2 separate regions of the Capsicum annuum genome follow, and region 1 is linked to region 2. A link is a contact called in public Hi-C data. All regions are on one chromosome and are shown on one strand. Each heading gives the region's core, a stretch centred on a gene start, on an enhancer-like site or on the middle of the called end of the contact. The rest is flanking DNA. Distances are from core to core; before and after follow the strand shown. Region 1 has its middle 66 kb from the start of LOC107849564. Region 2 holds the start of LOC107849024 (probable leucine-rich repeat receptor-like protein kinase At1g35710).

Evidence for each region. A called contact is a pair of places that touch in the nucleus more often than the background predicts.
Region 1: a contact with region 2 is called in a Hi-C map of leaf, with 2.3 times the contacts expected there. The contact joins the enhancer-like site here to the promoter of LOC107849024 in region 2. A contact is called at or near these places in 2 of 5 Hi-C or Micro-C datasets (leaf and placenta).

Annotation. Positions count from the first base shown.
Region 1 is chr12:88,646,915-88,651,714 of UCD10Xv1.1, reverse strand. No RefSeq gene overlaps it. Among protein-coding and RNA genes, the nearest start is that of LOC107849564, 66 kb to the right of the region's middle. Within about 2 kb of position 3,499, at least 5 of the 5 cell types and tissues checked have an H3K27ac peak or open chromatin away from gene starts, as enhancers often do. A contact at or near this core is called in leaf, where this site is marked.
Region 2 is chr12:88,379,254-88,384,493 of UCD10Xv1.1, reverse strand. LOC107849024 (probable leucine-rich repeat receptor-like protein kinase At1g35710) reads right to left here and starts at 2,714. Exons shown (of 3, transcript XM_016693707.2): 1 at 2,117-2,714; 2 at 1,686-1,921; 3 at 816-1,160. The coding sequence starts at 2,714. The coding sequence ends at 816. LOC107849025 (MDIS1-interacting receptor like kinase 2-like) reads right to left here and starts at 359. Exons shown (of 4, transcript XM_016693708.2): 1 at 303-359; 2 at 1-166. The coding sequence starts at 359.

The DNA of each region.
Region 1 (4,800 bases), core at 2,250-4,749, 270 kb before region 2:
TTAGCATACCAGTCCATTAAAAGTACTAACTCATACCTTTCTTTTACGCTATGATGTCATAGGTTCAGGCGCACGGACTCTCAATCATACATAGCAGCCCAATCCATCAGTAGCAGATTTAGTGGTGAATCCTCATCGTTCGAGGACAGATTTATTATCCTAGTATTTCAGTACTCAATTTATTTCAGTAGTCGAAGTTAGTTGGGGAATTGTCTCATCAACTACTTGTTCAGACAGTAGAGGCTTTTCAGACTAGAGTATTTATAGACAGATGTTCAGTTTTGGTATTGATGTACCGTACTCGGTATTTATTTATAGTTTTGAACCTTATGGCAAGTTTTCGCCTAATTTTCGCATAATTACAGTACTATTATTCAGTTATTGCAGTAAGTACCAATCATGAGTTAGCTTGTGGTCCCTCAAGATTATGAGCACCGTGTACCGTTCGAGGTACAAACCCGGGGCGTTACAAAAATGGTTCACCAAAACATTGTTTTTTGACTAACTTAAAAAGCGGTAACTATCTTTGAAAAATATTAATATTCACATAGTTTAGAATTGCCATTTTTTTAATCAAACGAGAGATATTCTACTTGAATTAAGGAAAAAAATAATTTAAACTAAGTGGTACGCTTGAATTTAAGAAGGAGATAAGTTTGTATTTTTATGATAAAAAAGAAATTACATAATTATTTTTTATTATTATCATTATTATTATCTTTATTATATATAAAAAAAAGTCAATTTTGTTATAACACCTTTGCGAAATATATACTACGAGAATGTCATGTTAGAAGTGTTTTATCAATTATGAAAATTAGAATTTACGAGAAAAATTAGTCTCTTGAATTTGAGGAAATTTATTTTAATTCAAGTAGGCTATTTGTCATATGAGCAAGACAAGTGTCATTTTAAAATAAAAGACTCAACTTTTAAAACTAATTTTAGGAAAAAAAAATAAAGAACCACTTTAATCCATCTAGACGAGATAAATTAAGTGAGAAAATTGTGAATCAAATACGACAATCGATAGAAAATAAAATAGCAACAACATGGGGAAACACTAGGTTAATTAATTAAAGTTAGTGCTAATACGAATAAATAAGTATAAGTTGCAATTTATATGAGAATAAAAGATTAAAATTGGAGTTGGGCCTATTTTGTCCCATCAGTAAGCTGCCCAGTCTTTGGGCTTGCAATTTTATGGACTTTAAGCCCATTTCCCTGCACGTCTACCAGTTGTATATCACAGCCCCTTTTCCTTGTGTTTTGGGTATTACTACCGCGTATACTCTGTATATCAATGTATAAATCGCGCTCTACTTCCACTTTTTTTACGTGGACCATGTGGTATGTTCAGCTGCAGCTATCCCAATGTATATCCACTCTATACAAGTCTATACCAGATTGTATACCAATGCCTGTTGATGTAATTCACTCCATTTTCGGACTTTAACGAGGGTTATCTCAACATATATGCAAGAGGGAACGACGCGAGATTATTGGATTTCATGCATATAAAATATGAGATAAGAATTAGTTAAATATGATATAAGATTTGATACCAAATAAATTCTCCCAACATAGCATGGCTATTCCCATACACTAGTGCATAAATAGAGGAGAATATATGATTCATTTTTTTCTAACAAATTCATCTCCGTAACATTTTACATCTATTACACAGAATTGTAACAATTTTATGCATAATAATAATACATGCGGTTCTTAAAATTTCAACACTCCAAATAATGCACCAATGAACAAGCAAACAAATTGTGAAAAAACATATTATGCAGAGGTAACCGCACCAGACACAAGCAACACATTTCCCTTAGCCAAAGATTAGATTAAACATTTAGCTCCGTATAGACTTAAATACTTATTTCGGATAGATTACACAAATTGGTTGACGAAAATAAAAGGCACCATAATCTAGTTCAAAGTCCTTTTAAACCTTATGAACAAACAAAACAATCAGATGGTTAGCTTTAAAGAAGGCATTATGGCTAATGTTGTGAAAAACAGAACTTAAACAAAATAGAGGCCTTGCTGGATCCTTCACCTTACCGCAGCAAACGAACTTGAATCCATTCATTAATCGATTCTTAACAAAAAAAAATAAATGGAAACTGCTAACGGGTAAAATTCTACATCAGGCGTCCAAGACAACAACGAACATGCGCATAAATTCAGGAAAAAAAAAACTCATAGCTTTCCATCGATAGACAAAAACTAGCTTTAATTATTACACACTGTTCAGCTCAATATATATGACATTTTCTATACATCTAAGAATTTTGAGCCTCATACCACTAGTAATATCATTAACACAACTTTGAAGAGTTTCTTGCAAAGCACTTGTTTCCTTAGAGTAAGTTGGTTTTGAATACGAACAAGTTTCATCCAAAGTGTCATCGGTCGATGTTATCACAATTCAAATGTGATACGTTTTTCAATCAAATTAACTGTTCAACTTTCTCTAATAATTTTTTTCCACTAGAACTATGATAATCCACAAATTAATATTAGGATAAATAAAGCACAAATTACACATAGCATTCTTGCAAAATTGAACACATATCTAAACAAGACCATTTTCATAATCACATTTAACGAGATTCTCGTCTTTTCTTATCGTAAATAGAGAAAATAACAGTGCAAAATGGGTGAAATTTTCACCTATTTTCGGCAGTAACCGAGACAGAACGAGCTTCAAGAAAATGAAATTCCACTGGGATTTGTGTCATTTCCACCGGAGTTTCAATCTTGACTAGCCGTAGTTTTAACTTTTCATTGGAAATGATTTTTGGAGTGTGTTCTTTGAGAATTTTGATTGCGTGAGGTTAGAAGCATGTGCCTCCCGAACCTCCAAGTTTTTTCCCAAAAATTCCCCTTTTTCGCTCTATACCTCACTATTTATTTATAAGGAAATTTTGGGGAAAAAATATTAGGTTTTTCGGATTTGAAATAACGGATTTCAAATCCAAATTTTTGGAATTGATTTTCTAGGACAAACGAGGTCCATTGTAAAACAAAGGCCATCAATGGCCTTGGTACTGGAATATCAGTGGGGAGAGAAAGGGAAAGGAGGTATCCATTGTGGTATTGCCGGAAATGACTGAGCATAAGCTGAGAAAGGGAAAAATGGATGAGACCCTAGCCATTCTCGGTTGTGAGGAAGGGTAAATCGGTAAAAGAGGGTGGCTAGGGCTCTGCCGTGTAATGTTGTTGATTGTTGTTATTGTTGAACGTCATTTGGGTGTTGAAATGGCTGGGATGGAGTTTGGCCGTTATTGGGTGTTTTACAGTTTGCACTCCGTTGATGTTGTTGTCGGTTATGTTATGGGTTTTCTCTTGTTGTTGAATGTTGTTGAAGTTGGTCCCTGTTGGGAGTTGTACATTGTTTTTGTTTGTTGAAGGTTGTTATCCGCATATAACGAAGAAGGGGAAATATTAGTGGGATGGACCGGGTTGATTTTGGCATATCTTGGGATACCGATGCATGCTGGGTATTGTTGTTTTTAGGCTGTTGTTATGGGAATGGGTTGGTGATTAATTAAATAGGAAGGGGGATAGGTATTTTTAATTCAGTCAATTTCAATTTAAAACCTAGCCGACTTGAAAATTATTTTTTCAATTGTATTACAATTGTGGTCTAACTAATTTTAATTGTGGCCATATTCAGTGAATCAATCAAATTAAATCAAAATTCAAAACAAATTAACAATCAGTTTGATCCCGAGTTTCTTGATTTAAAAAAATCAAACACATATTTTCAAAAAAAGTTATTCTTTTAAGAACAAATTATATTTAAATCAAGATTTTAACCTTTTGAAGTAATTTTCAAGATGACCCTTGATTAAAATCCAATTTTCTGTAAAATAATTATTTAAGTATCAAAATTATATAATTTCATATATATGAATACGATAGTATATAATCGCTACTTAAAAGACAAAATTATCTAGATAAATACTTTGAAAAAATTTTATCCGGCTAAAATAAATGTTGTAATTTTATTTGAAATCGAAGAAATTCGAAATTCAACTCAATCGTGGTGGTCAAAAATTAGGTGTCAACAGTAGACCTCTGGTTTGGGTTTCAGTGCACCCAAGCTTATTTCGACCTATTGATTGAAAAGTTAAAAAATTAAAAATATTGGTGTGAGATCTACATTTAGTCGAAACGACCTCGAATGGAGAATCCAACTTTGCCAGCAGATATGGAACATCAATTTTAGGGTGATAACTTATTTGGTGTGACTTTACGACTTTTAAATCTCATTTTGACCCTCTTTTTGAAGAATTACGATTTCGAATTTTGAGAGTCAACTTAGTGAAAATGATGTTTCTTTAAAAATCTGATATCGCCATTGATCTCGGAGCGTCAAATTTAGTGTGGTTACATAGTTTGTTTGCATATATCATACTCCAAACGAATCTTGGACACCTTATCAAAGTCCGAATTGGACTTTAAAAAAATATTTTTTTTCTTCAGTTGGTGCAAATTTTTCTACACTATGAAAGCAGTTTTTGGGTCATTTTGGTCCTTTTTTTTTTCATCTTGCCTCTTGAGAATTAAACCCTAAAATAGTGTGGGAGCTTAAAAGTGAAACTTGTGGAAGCTTAGGAAGCTAGATTAACATTTATTTCTTGATTCTATTACGGATTTAAGGTAAGAATTTAACACTTTTCTTAGTAATTTCTTGATTAATCTCTCAAAACCTCAAAAATCTTAGTGCTTGATTTTAAATCTCAATTTCACTCCTTCTCACTTCAATAATGTTTTTATTTTATA
Region 2 (5,240 bases), core at 1,465-3,964:
GGTGAAGAATAGGAGGTGAACATTCATGATGCATATAAGATAATACATATGCCACCCCTTTTACAATGTTCACCCTCTTAATCCAATCTAACTCTGTCACTTTTTCATCATTCCTCAGTCTCTCTGGCAAGCTTCCTCCTTCCAAGAACTTGTAAACCAAGAAAGACTGTCTTGCATGCGAACAAAATCCATAAAGCTTTACAATATTACGATGGCGTATTTTCAACAATGTTTTTGTTTCATTTTTAAAGCTTTTCAAGCTTTCCAATTCACCATTATGCAATGAATGAAACTTTTTTTACCACAGACTGCTTGCCCACATGGTAACTCAACCCTGAAGACTCTTCCCTGTCCTCCATTTCCAATGCAATATTTTCTGTTAAAGCCCTCTATTTCTATGATGATACTCTAATAGGTCATCTTCCCATCAAAGCTCCTAATAGCAAAGAGATCCTTCGTTTGTTCTCGTTGCTCAATTTGGTTCCTTCTTTTTTGAGATATGGCAAAAAGAAGAGAAATGATCACCATCAAAAGGACACCACCAAAAATATAAAAATCATTGAGATTTTTATTCTTTTGTAGGTGATTTTAGATGAAGAGCAAGGTTCCAAGACAATTAGATGGCCACACAAGCCTTTATTGCCTCTTAATTCCTCAAGAGACGCCTTCTGAAATGCCAAGTTGTTAGGAAGACAGCCGATCAATTGATAGTTAGATATGTCAACAAAACTCAAACTAATGCACTGATTGAAACTTGATGGGATTGAACCAATGAACTTATTATGAGAAAGATTCATTGCCTCCAAGCTTTGTAATCATCCCAATTGCCATGGTATCTCACCATTCAGCATGTTCTGACTAAGATCCATATTCTGTAAGAAGCGTAAGCTCCTAAAGTTGGAAGGAATATTTTCTTTCAGCATGTTTTTGCTTAAATTCAAGCCCAGTAGCTGCACAAGATGCCCAATATGTTCAAGAATTATACCACTGAGATGATTTTCTGCCAAATTAAGTTTTGGAAGTGCAGAAAGCATCCCAAGTTGTGATGGAATATCACCTGAAAGTTCGTTACCAGAACAATCAAGCTCAAAAAGTAGCTTTAGGCTATCCAAGCTTCTAGGGATCTTGCCACTGAAATGATTGGAGGAGAGATCAAGCAGCTGTAGATAAGATGCATTTCCAATCTCAAATGGAATTGATCCAAATAAATTACTGTTAGACACCTTCAAACAAGTTATTTTACTACAAAGGCCCTATTGTGATGACAACTCTCCATAAAGCTCATTATGACCTAAATCAATGTAATCCAGATTTGGATATATAACAAAAGCTTTTGATATTTTTCCTGATAGCTTATTGTTATCAAGTCTGACCCTGGATAACTTGGTGCAGTTTTTCAAGCTTCTCAGGATGCCACCAATGAACCGATTATTTTGCATAGATATTTCTGTCAGAAACCCACCAAGACAAACATTATTTGGCAAATGACCAGTGAGATTTTTATTGGCTAAGTAAAAACATCTTCCAGTTTGAAATGTTTTCCAACTCTACTGGAAGGGACCCATTGAGTTTATTGCTAAACAATCTCATATCCGCAAGTGATTTTAAGTTTCCAAAGCTTGAAGGAATGGGACCATAGAATCTATTTTCATATAAATATAGCGTGTTGAGCTTAGTCAAGTTACCAATGGATGAAGGAATGGATCCTGACAGCCTGTTACCACACAAGGATAGAAAGAGCAGGTTTCCTGAGTCTCCAATTGACGCGGGTATTTCACCTGTGAGACTGTTTTGGAAAGAATCAAAGAGAACAACTTGCTGAAATTTCCAATAGAACTTGGTATTTGACCAGCAAGACTGTTAATTCTGAGATCAACATCCATCAAATGAGTCAGAGACCAAATTTCCCAAGCTATCGGCCCTGAAAGTAAGTTGGTATGAAGATACAGGGACTCTAAGCTGGTCAAGTTACCAAAAGGTGTGGGAATAGAGCCAATTAACGCGTTTCTTGAAAGAAAGAGGCCTTTTAGGGATCACAGCATCCCTATTTCTTGCGGAATATGCCCAGAGAATTTGTTGTAATCAAGGTATAAAATACTCTAGCTGCTCAAGTTACCAATAGCGGCAGAGATTGTGCCTGTAAGATTGGTTGCTTGTACTCTAAGTATAAGAAGAGACTCTAGCATTCCTAACTCCTGGGGCAGAAAGCCACTAAAACGAGTATGGTCAATCAAAAGGTACTCAAGATTTTTCAAGAAGCCTATTTCAGGTGGAATCATTCCTGAGAAATCATTATAGCCCAAATCAAGGTAACTCAACTTTAAAAGATTGAATATGTTAGCAGGAAGAGTACCATAGAGTGATTTGTTCGACAAGTTGATTTTGCGGAGATTGGAAAATGAAGAGAAATATAGATTCTGAAGGATACCACTTATGCTATTGTTTGGCATATTCATCTCAGTTACCATTCCAGGGCTGTCGCAATGAATAAAGTCCCAATGGCAAGGACTAGCGCTGGTATTCTTCCAAGAAGAAAGAACTAATTGGCTTTTACTTTCAAGGCTTGCCTTCCAGATTAAAAGGGCAACTACATTTGCACTTGATGAAGATGTTCCAGCAGTACTAGTATCATAATAGTAATTGGCAGAAACGAGAGGAAACACAAAAAAAATCAAAATTATTAGCGTATGTGGAAAAGGAAAAGTATTCAACATAGGTAAGAAGTGCTACTTTACTAAGACTAGATGTTTGTTTGTCATATCAGATCAGTAAAAACAACTATTTATAGGTCAAAAGATTAACATTTAGCAATTTTTTTTTACTAATTTCAAAATCTTCTTCTTTGTAAGAATTTTTGTTTTATGAGTCAAAAGGATATGTTTTAGATTATAAGTCATCCACTTAACTTATAATACTTTTCCTTCTCGAGAAGTTAGTTTATGTTATTATATATAATGTGTTAAGACAAGCATAATGGGAAAAATGTTACAAAAAGAAAGACTTCCAAAAAGTTGAAGCAAAAGGTATTTCCATAGGTTCATCCCACTAAGCAACCATCTTAATTGCAACTAACTAATTTCAATCAATCTTACTTATCGACATATTGCAGAACATCACACAACTTAATCAAACTGAACAGCTGAACCTGGACCTATGTTACTCCGACTTTCAAAACTGATGTCAAATTTGTGTTGGATTCTTGAAAAATGTACTACTTTTGAAGAATCTGACATGCACCGATCCCTATTTTTTAAAGAGTCCGAACAACATAGACCAGGACCATTACATTTCGATATATTAGACCGTCATAATCGATAAATTAACAAAGATAGCACCCATGAGACAACTTAACTCACTACACTGGATACATATTTTAGATTCTTTAAGAAAATATGAAAGAATTGCTAACGCGTATTTTAATGTTCTACGAGCTGTCAATCATTCATCATTATAGTATGACATATTTTATTGGTTGTTGATTTAAGCGTATAAATGGGATTATGATCAATTATTGATTGCTGGTCGTATCAATCAAGGATTGAGTTTTCTGCAACTGTCAATTTTATCACTCGTCAAGAATAACTTTTTGACTTGCACCATTTTATTTTTACATTGGTCATAGATTTTCCCTTTTAGTTGTAGAATAACTTTTTGAATTCAACCAATAAATCTTGTGTGGGCGATGCCCAGGTTCCAATCAAAGGTCCATGGCCTAATCATATTCTCTTTTGAATTCCAATCCTACTTGGAAAAGGATTCAAATTTCTATTCCTATTTAGAGTTGGTTTGACTTTAGTAAAAAGCAGCATCCATCATCTATAAATATAAGACTGTTTGAGGGGAAATTATTCATGCTCATTGGTACTTTTCTTTGAGAGACATCAGCACATAAGAGAGGTCTTTTGAGAGAGCTTTCATCAAAGAGAGAAAATAGAAAGATAGTTTTTTTGCTGCAATTTTTTCTCTCCAACTAGACATCTTCAGATTGTGTTTGTCATCTCATTCACCATTGAATCAGGCTGAAGCTTTGATTGAGTGTTCCAAACAACTTGGTTTTTGAATGGTGGAGATTGAATTTGGAGTTCAGCAACATCTGGTTTTGAGTCCCAAACATCATCTTTGTTTTAGGTTATTTCTTTTGATTTATTTTTGTTGGTGTCACCAGTGGATCTCCGTGTTTGGCTCTTGTTATGTAGCTATTTTGGAGAATATTTGTAACCCCTTATTGATATAATGGAGCAATTTGAATCTCTGTGATTGTTACCTTTGATTTGAAGGATTTTTTCACGTTATATTTGGTCTTCTTTACTTTCTTTATTTTCATATTTACCTTCTTCCTTCATAACAAGTGGTATCAGACCTTGGTTATATATAAAAAACATTTTAGATGGAGACAAATATGATCAAGGTGGTATGTTTATATGGAGGCAATTACAACATATAGAAGAGAAAAATGAAAGATCTTCTATTTGTAATAAAGATGCATCTGTTCATTTTGGCTGCTCACAAACTCGAGAATATAACTGATGAAAAATTGAGATTTTGAGAACAAACAAATATGTGGATATGTTAGGTAATGGGTTGAGGACAATGTTCGCAATCACATTGTGAATAAGATATATGCTAGAACACTGTGAAAAAAGTTGAAGACACTTTATGCTTCAAAAACTGGTAGTAACAAGTTATTCTTGCTAAAGTAATTGATGACCTTTAAATACAAGAAACGTAGAACTATTCTTGATCATATAAATTATTTTCAAGGTTTCTTGATCAGATGGTTGGAATGATTGTTAATTTCGATGATAAGATTTAAGGACTTTTATTTTTTAATACTCTATCAGATTCACAGGAAATCTTTAGGTTTCTTTAACAAAATTAGCTCTTGGTAGCAAGGTGACTATGAAATTTATCAAGAATGATGTTTTGAATGAAGAAGAAAGGAGAAAATCTTTGGGTTCATCCTCACACTTAGATGTTCTATTTATAGAAGACCGAGGGAAAGACAAAATAAAAAATTCAAGGAATAAAGGTAAAAGTAGAAGTAAGTCAATGTCAGGGTATGAGATTCATTCATGTTATCATTGTGGCAATAACGGACATATTAAAAGATTCTGTAATAAGTTGAAGCAAGAGATTTAGAGAAGGAATGAAAGAAGAAATAACAGAAATAATATTGTTGTTGTCAGAGATGACCTCTTTGTTTGTGATAAAAACGTCATCAATTTTGTAACCCAGGATAC